Linked DNA regions of Salvelinus alpinus: region 1 is linked to region 2. The links are chromatin contacts, called in public Hi-C maps. All regions are on one chromosome and are shown on one strand. The core of a region is the stretch at or near the end of the contact, and the rest is flanking DNA. Distances in the headings are between cores, read along the strand shown. Region 1 holds the start of LOC139578515 (peroxiredoxin-6-like). Region 2 holds the start of LOC139578512 (transcription factor Jun-like).

Evidence for each region. A called contact is a pair of places that touch in the nucleus more often than the background predicts.
Region 1: a Hi-C map of red muscle shows a contact between it and region 2, with 7 times the contacts expected there. The contact joins the promoter of LOC139578515 here to the promoter of LOC139578512 in region 2. A contact is called at or near these places in 2 of 3 Hi-C or Micro-C datasets (muscle and red muscle).

What each region holds. Positions count from the first base shown.
Region 1 is chr6:29,827,368-29,832,748 of SLU_Salpinus.1, forward strand. It overlaps LOC139578515 (peroxiredoxin-6-like), which reads right to left and starts at 2,659. Exons shown (of 5, transcript XM_071406216.1): 1 at 2,112-2,659. The coding sequence starts at 2,203.
Region 2 is chr6:29,650,186-29,655,450 of SLU_Salpinus.1, forward strand. It overlaps LOC139578512 (transcription factor Jun-like), which reads right to left and starts at 3,106. Exons shown (of 2, transcript XM_071406213.1): 1 at 2,728-3,106; 2 at 992-2,620. The coding sequence starts at 2,572. The coding sequence ends at 1,691. LOC139578513 (a long non-coding RNA gene) reads left to right here and starts at 3,353. Exons shown (of 4, transcript XR_011675566.1): 1 at 3,353-3,571.

The DNA of each region.
Region 1 (5,381 bases), core at 1,409-3,908, 180 kb after region 2:
CATTCTGTATGATGGCAATAGTTTATAAGAAAGTGTATTAAACCCGTTGCACCGGAAACAGAGCTGTAGCAACCACCAGTGTTTGAGTGGGGGACTGTTGGGGTGTTGCAATAACAGAATAATCTCTGGCTAATCTGTACTGAGTGCCAACACATCAAAATGAGAGGCTTTTAGCTACAGAGTAAAGGAAATAACTACCCTAACAAAACACAGTAAACCAGTTTATCTTGAGATTTGTATAAATTTCAAGTTATATTATTTCCTCTACCACTCCTCCACTCTCCCATCCCTCAATATTGGACCACAGCAACGGCAGTAGAAAAACAAAAATAATTTACTCTGTTCGGTAGAAACTTAAATCCCCTTGAGGGGGAAGTTGAACTTGTGTCTAGTTCTGCACAATCATTTAAAACTGCGGCAGGAAATGCTCGAGTCCCCCCCTCTGGCTGCACCACACACATGGCTTTGCAAAGCCAAAGATATGCAATATAATAATGTGTGTGTGAGAAAGAGCAGCCCAAATCTACCATGTTGGAGGGTCCTTCCCCTGTGCCAACCGTTACCCCTTTATATTCTTCTATTATTTAACTATAGCCATGAATACTGAAGTAAAAGCATGGCCCATGTTAATGATTGAGCTATAAAAACACTGGAATACATTAGGTATAATTGTGCTGTGATAGCACTGCTCCTCCACGTTGGAAGAGTTTTTTGGATCATGCTTATGTAACGGCCAAACCTTTGACCAAGCCAACTGTTTGTCTGGATGTGCGCAAAAGTTTGGGGTCACTTAGAAATGTCCTTGTTTTTGAAAGAAAAACTTTCTTTTTAAATCAGAAAAACAGTGTAGACATTGCTAATGACTATTGTACCTAGAAACTGCAGATTTTTTATGGAATATCTACATAGGCCCAATATCAGCAACGATCACTCCTGTGTTCCAATGGCATGTTGTGTTAGCTAATCCAAGTTGATCATTTTAAAAGGCTAATTGATTATTAGAAAGCCCTTTTGCAATTATGTTAGCACAGCTGAAAACTGTTGTTCTAATTAAATAAGCAATTAAACTGTCCTTTAGACTAGTTGAGTATCTGGAGCATCAGCATTTGTGGGTTCGATTACAGGCTCAAAATGGCCAGAAACAAAGACCTTGCTTCTGAAACTTGTCAGTCCATTTCTCAGAACAAGAATAAAGGCTATTCCATGCGAGAAATTGCCAAGAAACTGAAGATCTCATACAACGCTGTGTACTACTGCCTCTAACCAGAATAGAAAGAGTGGGAGGCCCCGGTGCACAACTGAGCAAGAGGACAAGTACATTAGTGTCTAGTTTGAGAAACAGACGCCTCAATAGTCCTCAACTGGCAGCTTCATTAAATAGTACCCACAATCCTCCAGTCTCAAAGTCAACAGTGAAGAGGCGACTCCGGGATGCTGGCCTTCTAGGCAGTGTTCAGTGTCTGTGTTCTTTTGCCATCTTAATCTTTTCTATTTATTGGCCAGTCTGAGATATGGCTTTTTCTTTGCAACTCTGCCTAGAAGACCAGGATCCCAGAGTCACCTCTTCAATGTTGACATGATATTTGTACTTGGGAAGAAAAAAAAGTTTTATTTTTGGTCGATTTTACAATACTAAACATTGCTATCTGGAAACCTGGGCAAGGTCAAGAGTGTATATGTTAAACAGGAAGGATTTATATACAAATCAAATGTGTCTGAAATAGTGTTTGAATGTGGATTGTGGACAACATATTTTGTAACAAACCGTTGTATAAGCCCGCGTGAAGCCTCGCCTACAGTAGATGTTCGAATTATTCAGATCTGATCTGGGATCAGAGCTTCGCTTTCCATATGAAACTGGTCCTGGACCGGTGCTTAGCGACTATAATTACCATCATGTTATATGACACTTGTGTCTTCAGTGTATGACTAATTTCACACTGAGCTCGTGGCAATGGACATTCAACCAAGTTTGTTATAGTCGTTACACAAACACACCATCAGTAAATTATTAGGCTACTGTTTTCAATTGAGTACGCTGATGCAGTGCAGATACAAAGTAATAGCAGATGATCACACCGACTTGTTTAGCCTACAAAAGTAGCACTTACGAGTTTCCTAAGAAGTCATGGAATTTGATCTTGCCGATGGTTGTCTCAGCTTCGAAGTTAGGGAACACGTCTCCTAGCAGTATCCCAGGCATGGTTCTCTTTCCAGGGCAAGGTGACGAGTATTTTTTTTCTTCTTCGGTGGAGTTTCACGGCGGGTTGCATCCAATATTTATGGTGCATTACCGCCAACAACTGTACAGGGGTAAAAAGGAAACGTAAGCAAACTAAACCAAGCTAGGCAGAGCCAAGCACGAGCTAGCGATATCCTATTGGCCAGTTCTATCATATATCGAAATTTTTCCGTTAGGCCAATAGGCGCGTATGCAATAACTCAATTCGCCTTTGCACTCCTAAACAACGGGATTTAAAAAAAACTTTGCCAAAGGGTAAAGTCTGAAAAACTTAGCCCACTATGTTTATAACATATTGTAGTTTTAGGAATATAAAACAGTATCAAGATCAAATGTTTAATCGATGAGAAAATATGTAGAATGTCGGCCAAAATCCATCTCCTTCCGCCTTCCACCACTGGCGGCCACTGGGCTTCCACATTTGGTAGGGAGTTGAAACGGCAAGCGGATGTTTCACATTTGTACATCCCGTGAAATGTATGTCTCCTCTGTAGCACAAGGCTGCATTCAAAACAAATCTCCCCTAAATCACATTTCCCCATTACATGGTGGAGACTTGCGCTTGAGCCTTTTATTTTTGGTTTTGTTCCACCAGCTTCATTTATTTGGCTACACACGACCCTGAATGGACAACAGGGGAGGGGTTAACATTTCTTACCTAAAATCATCCCCACCTATCGAGGCACAGGTGACTAGTGTAAAGCTTACTATTTATTTTCCCTATTTCATTTTTATATAGTTACATTTTTATTAAGATTAGGCTACTAACCCTAATATAAAATGTATTGCAAACTTAGCCTATTATTGGCTCTGACGTCATAGTATATGAAAAACCAACATCTGGCTGTAAGTTTTGTTCATAATAAGGCCCACACACATTTAGAATGCAGTAAAACTTAAAATAAACGCAGTCTCAAATAGCCGCCTGTCCCTTTTAATAGCCGGCAACGGCACACATTTTAGCAAATAAAACTCTGTTTCAAATAAACACAAGGTCTAAATGAATTGTTTACGAGGTTACCAATAATGACCATGAATTGTTTATGACGTTTAATGTTTTCTTTCTTACATTAAATAATTCAGTAATGACTGGAAAAAATTATGTCTATCATCCATTTTTTAGCGCCAGTAAGAAACTGCTAGCTAGCCATTGGCAGCTGAGAACTGCCAAACAGTCAACAACTTCGGGAATACAGAGTACAGACCCCCAGAAATAATTTGATCGCACTCTAATGGCAAAAGGAAGAACTGACGAAAATACACAGTCAAAGAGGAGAATAATTATTATTGCTGGAAGGGAACGCTGGACTTAAACAATTAAAGGGGAACTACACCCTCTGATTTGGCTTCATTTTTGTGCTTGCTCCCATAGAGATAGATATAGGACTCATCTTTGTATCTGTGCCGTTATGGCGTATGTGGCAGCATAGGCTACGCCATTAAGGCAATCTCCATTTTGAAGTAGTAAATTTTCTTCTTCACGATTGGCTTATCCCACCAGCTTTTTAAAAATTATTATTTCACCTTTATTTAACCAGGTAGGCCAGTTGAGAACAAGTTCTCATTTACAACTGCGACCTGGCCAAGATAAAGCAAAGCAGTGCGACACAAACAACAACACAGTGTTACACATGGAATAAACAAGCGTACAGTCAATAACACAATAGAAAAAAATAAAAATAAGTCCATATACAGTGTGTGCAAATGGCGTGAGGAGGTAAGGCAATAAATAGGCCATAGTAGCAAAGTAATTACAATTTAGCAAATTAACACTGGAGTGATAGATATGCAGATGATGATCTGCAAGTAGAAATACTGGTGTGCAAAAGAGCAGAAAAGTACATTAAAAAACAATATGGGGATGAGGTAGGTATATTGGATAGCCTACAGATGGGCTATGTACAGCTGCAGCGATCAGTTAGCTGATATTTAAAGGTAGTGAAAGAAATATAAGTCTCCAACTTCAGCGATTTTTGCAATTCGTTCCAGTCATTGGCAGCAGAGAACTGGAAGGAAATGCGGCCAAAGGAGGTGTTGGACATGACTACAACAGGCTCACCAGGAGGGATCAGCCAATGAAGTTGGAAGTCCCACCCAGTTAACTACATTAAAATGGGGGAATCCCTCAATAGCACTAACCATGCTAATACAGCCTTTTGGCCACTAGAGGCCTCTGTCATTCTCTATGCTTGCTCCTCAAGAAATGCTGTCTGCAATGACAGAAGCCAAACCTGAGTTGGCTTGGGAGTGTGGTTTGATATGGGTGTTCCTTAGGTGTCCTTACCACCACCAAGATACACCCATCTATCGGAACCTTGCCTGCAGCTGTTCCCCTCCACTCAATCACAACAAACAAACCTCCTGCAGGTTGAGTTAAATAACTACAGGCAGATGTATGGTGAGATGTCAGAGGAAGCCTTGAATAGGTCAGTAGCCTACAGAGTAATATAAGAATGCAATTGCTGAATTTATGTCGATCAAATAAAAAAAATCTAATTTTATTTGTCACATGCTTCGTAAGCAACAGGTGTAGACTAACAGTGAAATGCCCTTCAACAATGCAGAGAAAAACGATAGAAAAAGAATACACAAGGAATAAATACACAATGAGTTACATTAATAAGTAAAAATATATTCTAAACAAAGGATTTTGATAACTTTCAAATGTAGTAACAAGTCCATGTGCAATAAACAACCCTTTACATAATACCATAGAAGAAGTGATCTGCTAATATAACAATGTGCACCTTTCATCTTTCATTGTTAAGAATAGCCGATACAGACACTGTGCCTATTGGCATTTTGTCTAGTGGTAGTAGGGCTACCTTCCCCATGTTCCCTGATCCTGGTGCAGAATACACAAGGTTTGCTCCATGCATGTTTCTGTGAACACATAGTCACTGTTCGATTACCAATGGCAGTTAGGATTGGTAATATCTGACACACAAATAGGCACAACAGGTCAGATAAAACCTACCCAATTATGGTCTCCCCATCAAACGACTGAGGCTGCCGTCTGGCAAAAGCACCTCCTGTCCATCTGTAGAAATAGGCAGAGTTCAGCAGTGACACATGGAATGAAAAGGGTGTTGCTATTACTGGACATTTGTGCTGTACTGTACTATTAGTAATCACCTCA
Region 2 (5,265 bases), core at 1,856-4,355:
TGATCATGTTTGATGCTGTGTGAGCAACCCAATTGTCATGTTGACGGGGGCAACAGGAAGTTAAGTAGACACAATACACAGTTCAGCTGTGCTATGACCTTACTGAACACTTTGGCTAAAATTCATTAAGTACTTCATAAATAACTTAAATTATCATGATTGAGTAATTCAATAAAAATGTACTTTATAGTTTCCTGAGCCATAGCAGTGTGTCAAGCATGCCCTTGAGGCCTGTGAATGTAGGCCACTTTACAACATACAGTATCTGTGTTAGTTTTACCTTGTTAGATGGTGAGACTCAAGTGGACACGAGGCATAAGGTGGAGCATCTAATGTTGCATTCTATACACTACTGGCCTACATCCCTGCTGTAGAGGTTGACCCTATAACCACAGGTCTAGGTTCAGAATACTCAAGCGCAAAGACTTCCCCTTCAGCAATTTTTTTGTTTTACTGTTGAAAAGCAATATTCCAAGTATACAGTAAAGTACACACACTTAAGAGTAAAAAATATATATGGTTTGAGCAAAATCGTGTTTTTTTTTTAGACAACTGCAAACTTCAAGTTGGGCATTCAATGAGTTGGTCTGATGGGAATCTGTGATGTCATCGGCCTCCCCCCTTGCTTGAGGAATAATAGAGGAGAAACAAAAGAAAGCCCTCCCCCTACTTGTGCAATGTCATGTCTTACCTACTGAGATGTGCCTTTTGTTAAGTATAATTTGGTGTTGAATGAGGTGAAAAGGAGACTGGAGTGCCATTTTAACCATTAGGGGATGACTACACATCTGACCCCGGAACAGCAGTTAGTGCGCTGTATTGAGCTAGAAGGGCCATTGACTCAATCACTAATGAAACTCAATAACATCAGGATCAATAAGGCACTCCCTTCAGGTACAGAGAACTGGCTGCTCTCAAGATGTTGGAACGTGTTTTAGTGCACACACACCCACTCACACATGCACGCACAGAGAACACAAGAGGCATTGTATTCAGTTCAGATGGTTTATTACATTTCTTAAATATCTATTTGTTTCTGAAGTGCTCATAAAATGAACAAACAGATACTGTATTTTTTTATTACAAATAGTAAATGTAAGTACTCCAGGTTGATCTTATATACAGATAATAACAATGAACCCCATTAAAAAACAAGTAACTCTTGAAATGTTTGTTTTAACTCAATATAACTAAGAATAAAAAGTACATTGTAAGTCAGAAGTTGGGCAGCTTTTTGTAATCTGTTTAGAGTACACACCCTCTCCTTTGGCGCCAGGCAGTTTTAAATTCTCTACTGCACTTTGTCTTTCTTCTAATACTGAATTACACCGAAGGGCAATGCGTAAAAGCACAGCTTAGTCAAGGCCAACAAATTTCAAGTCAATTAAAAACACGAACCAAAACATCCATTTGTCCTATTTGCTGCTGTTTCTTTCTCTATAGTGCACCAGCGATTTTTATCGCGCGCTCTGCTCTGTCCCGAGCCCCAACTCCTCCGTGCAACAGTGTCCTGCGAGGCACCTAGTAAGAGGCAACCAGCCCCGGTCCCCTCCCACCAGTCTCGTGCTGTTACTGTCCCGTTCACCCTGTCACAATGCCACGAAGACACAGCCAGACAGTTAATTATAAACGATTTGTCCTTTTCGTTCAAAATCTTTCTCTCTATTCTTCTCCAAGTGTCCTCTCCTCCTCAGAAGGTCTGGAGCTGCTGCGTCAGCATGAGTTGACAGCCGCTGTTGACATGGTTCATCACCTTCTGTTTGAGCTGGGCGACCTGTTCCCTCAGCATGTTTGCTGTGGAAGCCAGGTCGGAGTTCTGAGTCTTCAGATTCTTCACCTTGTCCTCCAGCCGGGAGATGCGCTCCAGTTTCCGTTTCCTGCACTTGGAGGCGGCGACGCGGTTCCTCATGCGCTTCCTCTCGGCTTTGATCCTCTCCTGATTCTCCATATCGATGGGGGAGAGAGGGGGGGTCTCCCCAGGCATCTCAGGCACCGTCTGGGGCTCCTCTTTCAGGGCAGTGAGCCTGGGATGGGGGTGAGACTGCTGCCCATAGACTGGGAGCTGTGGCGGGGCAGAGGGAAAGCTCATAGCTGGGGCTGAGGTGGTGTAACCCAGGGCTGAGTTGGTGGTGATAGCCGGGGTGAACGTGTTCAGGTCTTCGTAGACAGGCGACTCAGAGCGCATGGTCATGTTGTTGTTATAAACACTGCTCCCGGTCAAGGCAGAAACAGGTGGGAGTATTGTCGGGTTGTTGATACTTGTCTGCCCAGCGGATGTGACTGGGACCCCGGGTGCATTGGGCAAGACGTGTTGATGATGGAGCTCCGCCAATGCTCTAACAAATCCCTCGGCAAAGCCCTCCTGCTCATCGGTTACGTTCCTCGGGCAGAGGAACTGAGTCGGGGTAGGTGTGGTGGTGATCAGGCCGTTGCTAGACTGGATGATGAGCCGCTCCAACTCTGGGGAGGCCAGTTTAAGGAGCTGCACGTCAGGGGAGGTGAGGATGTCGCTGGCTTTAGCCCGGAGGTGAGGTTTGAGTGTGCTGGTTGGGTCGGCCAGGTTCAGTGTCATGCTGTGTTTCAGTGCTTTGGGGTTGTATCCGTAGTCCGGTTTCTCATGCTGGGAGAAAGAGTTGAGCGAGTCATCATAGAAGGTAGTTTCCATCTTTCTAGACATAGAAGATAAACCAAAAACTATGTTAGAAAGTTCTCTCGTAGGCTACTCACACTGACAGAGAAGTATGTTTCTGCCCTCTCTCCTTCTTTCAGTTGTACAACTCGGAGAAAAGTTTCTTACTAGGTCGGGAAATCCTTATAACCTCCGAAGCCGAAACATGAGTCTCTGGAATAGAAACGTGCCGCTACACAAATGTAACAACTTGCACTCCTGCTTGTAGCCTACCGCGCAAACAAATACAATATTCAGCTGCAGCGATATTTTCAGAATGATGTATACATTCTTCAAAGTCCTTCTTTCGCTTCTGTTCACCGTTCTCAACGGTCTCAGAATGAGACGCTCTAGGTGCTATAACTTGCTACAGCTCCCCTGTTCACAGTACACCTCCCTGGCTCTCTGTGTGTATACTGACTCTTCCAGCGTGGAGGCAAAGCTTATCTGCAGCCACGGCCTCTAAAAATAGACATGATGTCACCTCTGCACTCTCCCATTGGCTGCTGGCGATTTGCGGGGCGTTCTCTAATGTTTCAGATCAGGCGTGTTGCCTAGACGACCACCCAGAAGATTCTCAGTCTCGCGGTGGCTGATGGGATGAGGTAATAGAGTGAGGAGATGAAGCGCGGTGCATTGTGGGATGACGTATTGTTTTTGAATATCTGGTTACCCGCTTAGCACTCCGCTTCAAGACAGTAGTGGCGGGATAGACGACTGTGTATTCTCAATTCTTAGATGCATGTTATCCAATCGAAATGTATAGGTCTATGCTGCATTATGTAGCATATTATTCCACAGAAAATAAACTGCCCATAGGCTATGTTTTGAATTGAGATTCAAATGAATTTCTGCTAGACAGACTTCCTCTGCCTCCAGAAACTTTGCATGATCAGCCCAGAGGTAATTGGCTACTGTTTTATGATCCATACAAATAATATGTTTGAATAATTGTCTAGATGAATGTCATTGTTTGTTTGATTGAATTAATAGCCCAGGGCCGGCACCAGAACTCATCAGTTGGACGGGCATTCTATAGGCGGGACGTTTTAATTCACGGGACCTCCTGTGTGCAATAATTTTGTTAATGGGTGTTATAATTAAGACCATAGGCAGCTCGTGAATTTCAAGTTTGGGGAAGCTTACAATTTATCCTACCATTTCTACATATCTGCGTGCCGGTTATGATTATTTCTAGATGCGCATTTTCATGGAATAGTTTAATTTCAATAATAAGGCTTTCCTTTCTCAAAAGTATTGTCACGTGCTTAATCATAAAAATCTGAATTGAAATTATACGAATCTTAAAGTTAAAATTCACCTAAAGCAAGAAAGTGCACCAGCCTCAGCCATATGGACACATTGATACACCTTGATCCATTGGTGGCTAAAGAAATATGCGCAATGAACTCAGAGATCGCATATAGGCCAATGCAGCAGTAGGCCTTTAACTTCTAATGTCAACTAAGAAAAATACATAGACCTAAAGCCGGCAAATAAAAATATTATAAAATATCCTGATTTAAAAGGATGGTTGTTTCAATTGCATTAATCTCTACAGCGCCTGTCGGCCTTTTCTATCTGTCTGGACTTGAGCTATCACTGGTGAAGTGCAGTATTGTATCAAGTCAGGCTCACCTGTCCCTCAACAATATCGACAAAACTACTAAATGATGGTTATGAAAAACAATTAAACAATGCATGTGACAGAGTTGGTGGGAGACAGCTGAGCACATTCTGGAGAGCTGAGTGCAAGCATTCTGGAGAGAGACGGCCATATCTTCGCCACACACCCCTCCCCTTCTTGTCTCAACATTAATTATACTCAAGACACATTATTTTCACTCATTTTAGACGCTTTTCACTGACAGCCACATCTCAATAATCAGCTAGGCCTATTGCCACGCGCGCTGCCCAAATACACATAGGCCTATGCACTTGTGATTTGAAACAATCCACAGCGTTTTTTTTTAAATAAGCAAATGACCATCTGTGGCAAAGTCAAGCTCTCTGTTAAAGTATTTTTAATTAAGTTATTTATACAGGAGTAATTATATAATTTTGGCAAAACATACATTTACTTTAGGGGATACTAGCATCCGAGCAGTGCACGGTGCACGCCAACTTTATTTTGTAATTCGCAAGTAGCTGAAACCAGAGATCTCTATATAATGACGAGATGCTCATGTCTCCGCCCTAACAATGTGAGTCATTGTCCTAAAGGCGGGAATGCTGGCGACAAACTTAGGTCTGCATATTATGACCATAGAAACCCAGTGGCCTTATTCAGGACAGATTCTCACAGAGTGAGCCCTCTCGCTTCGCCTCTTCCTCTCTGCTGAAACTTGTGAGTGAAACAGCGCCCCTCTGTCTTGCTAAATGTAGCCCATGTATCTGATTCTGTCTGACCAGAAAAGGTATGACATGCCAAACTCCTTTTGAGACAGGGGCTCTGTTTCGCTCGCTCGGATTCTTTAGCTGAGATTGATGCGTCTTTCTATCGGCGCGCGTCTCGGTCAAATAAATGATCAATATTTCAAGATTACTGTCACAATATTGATACTGTACCCACCTAGATATAGGCATCACAGACATGA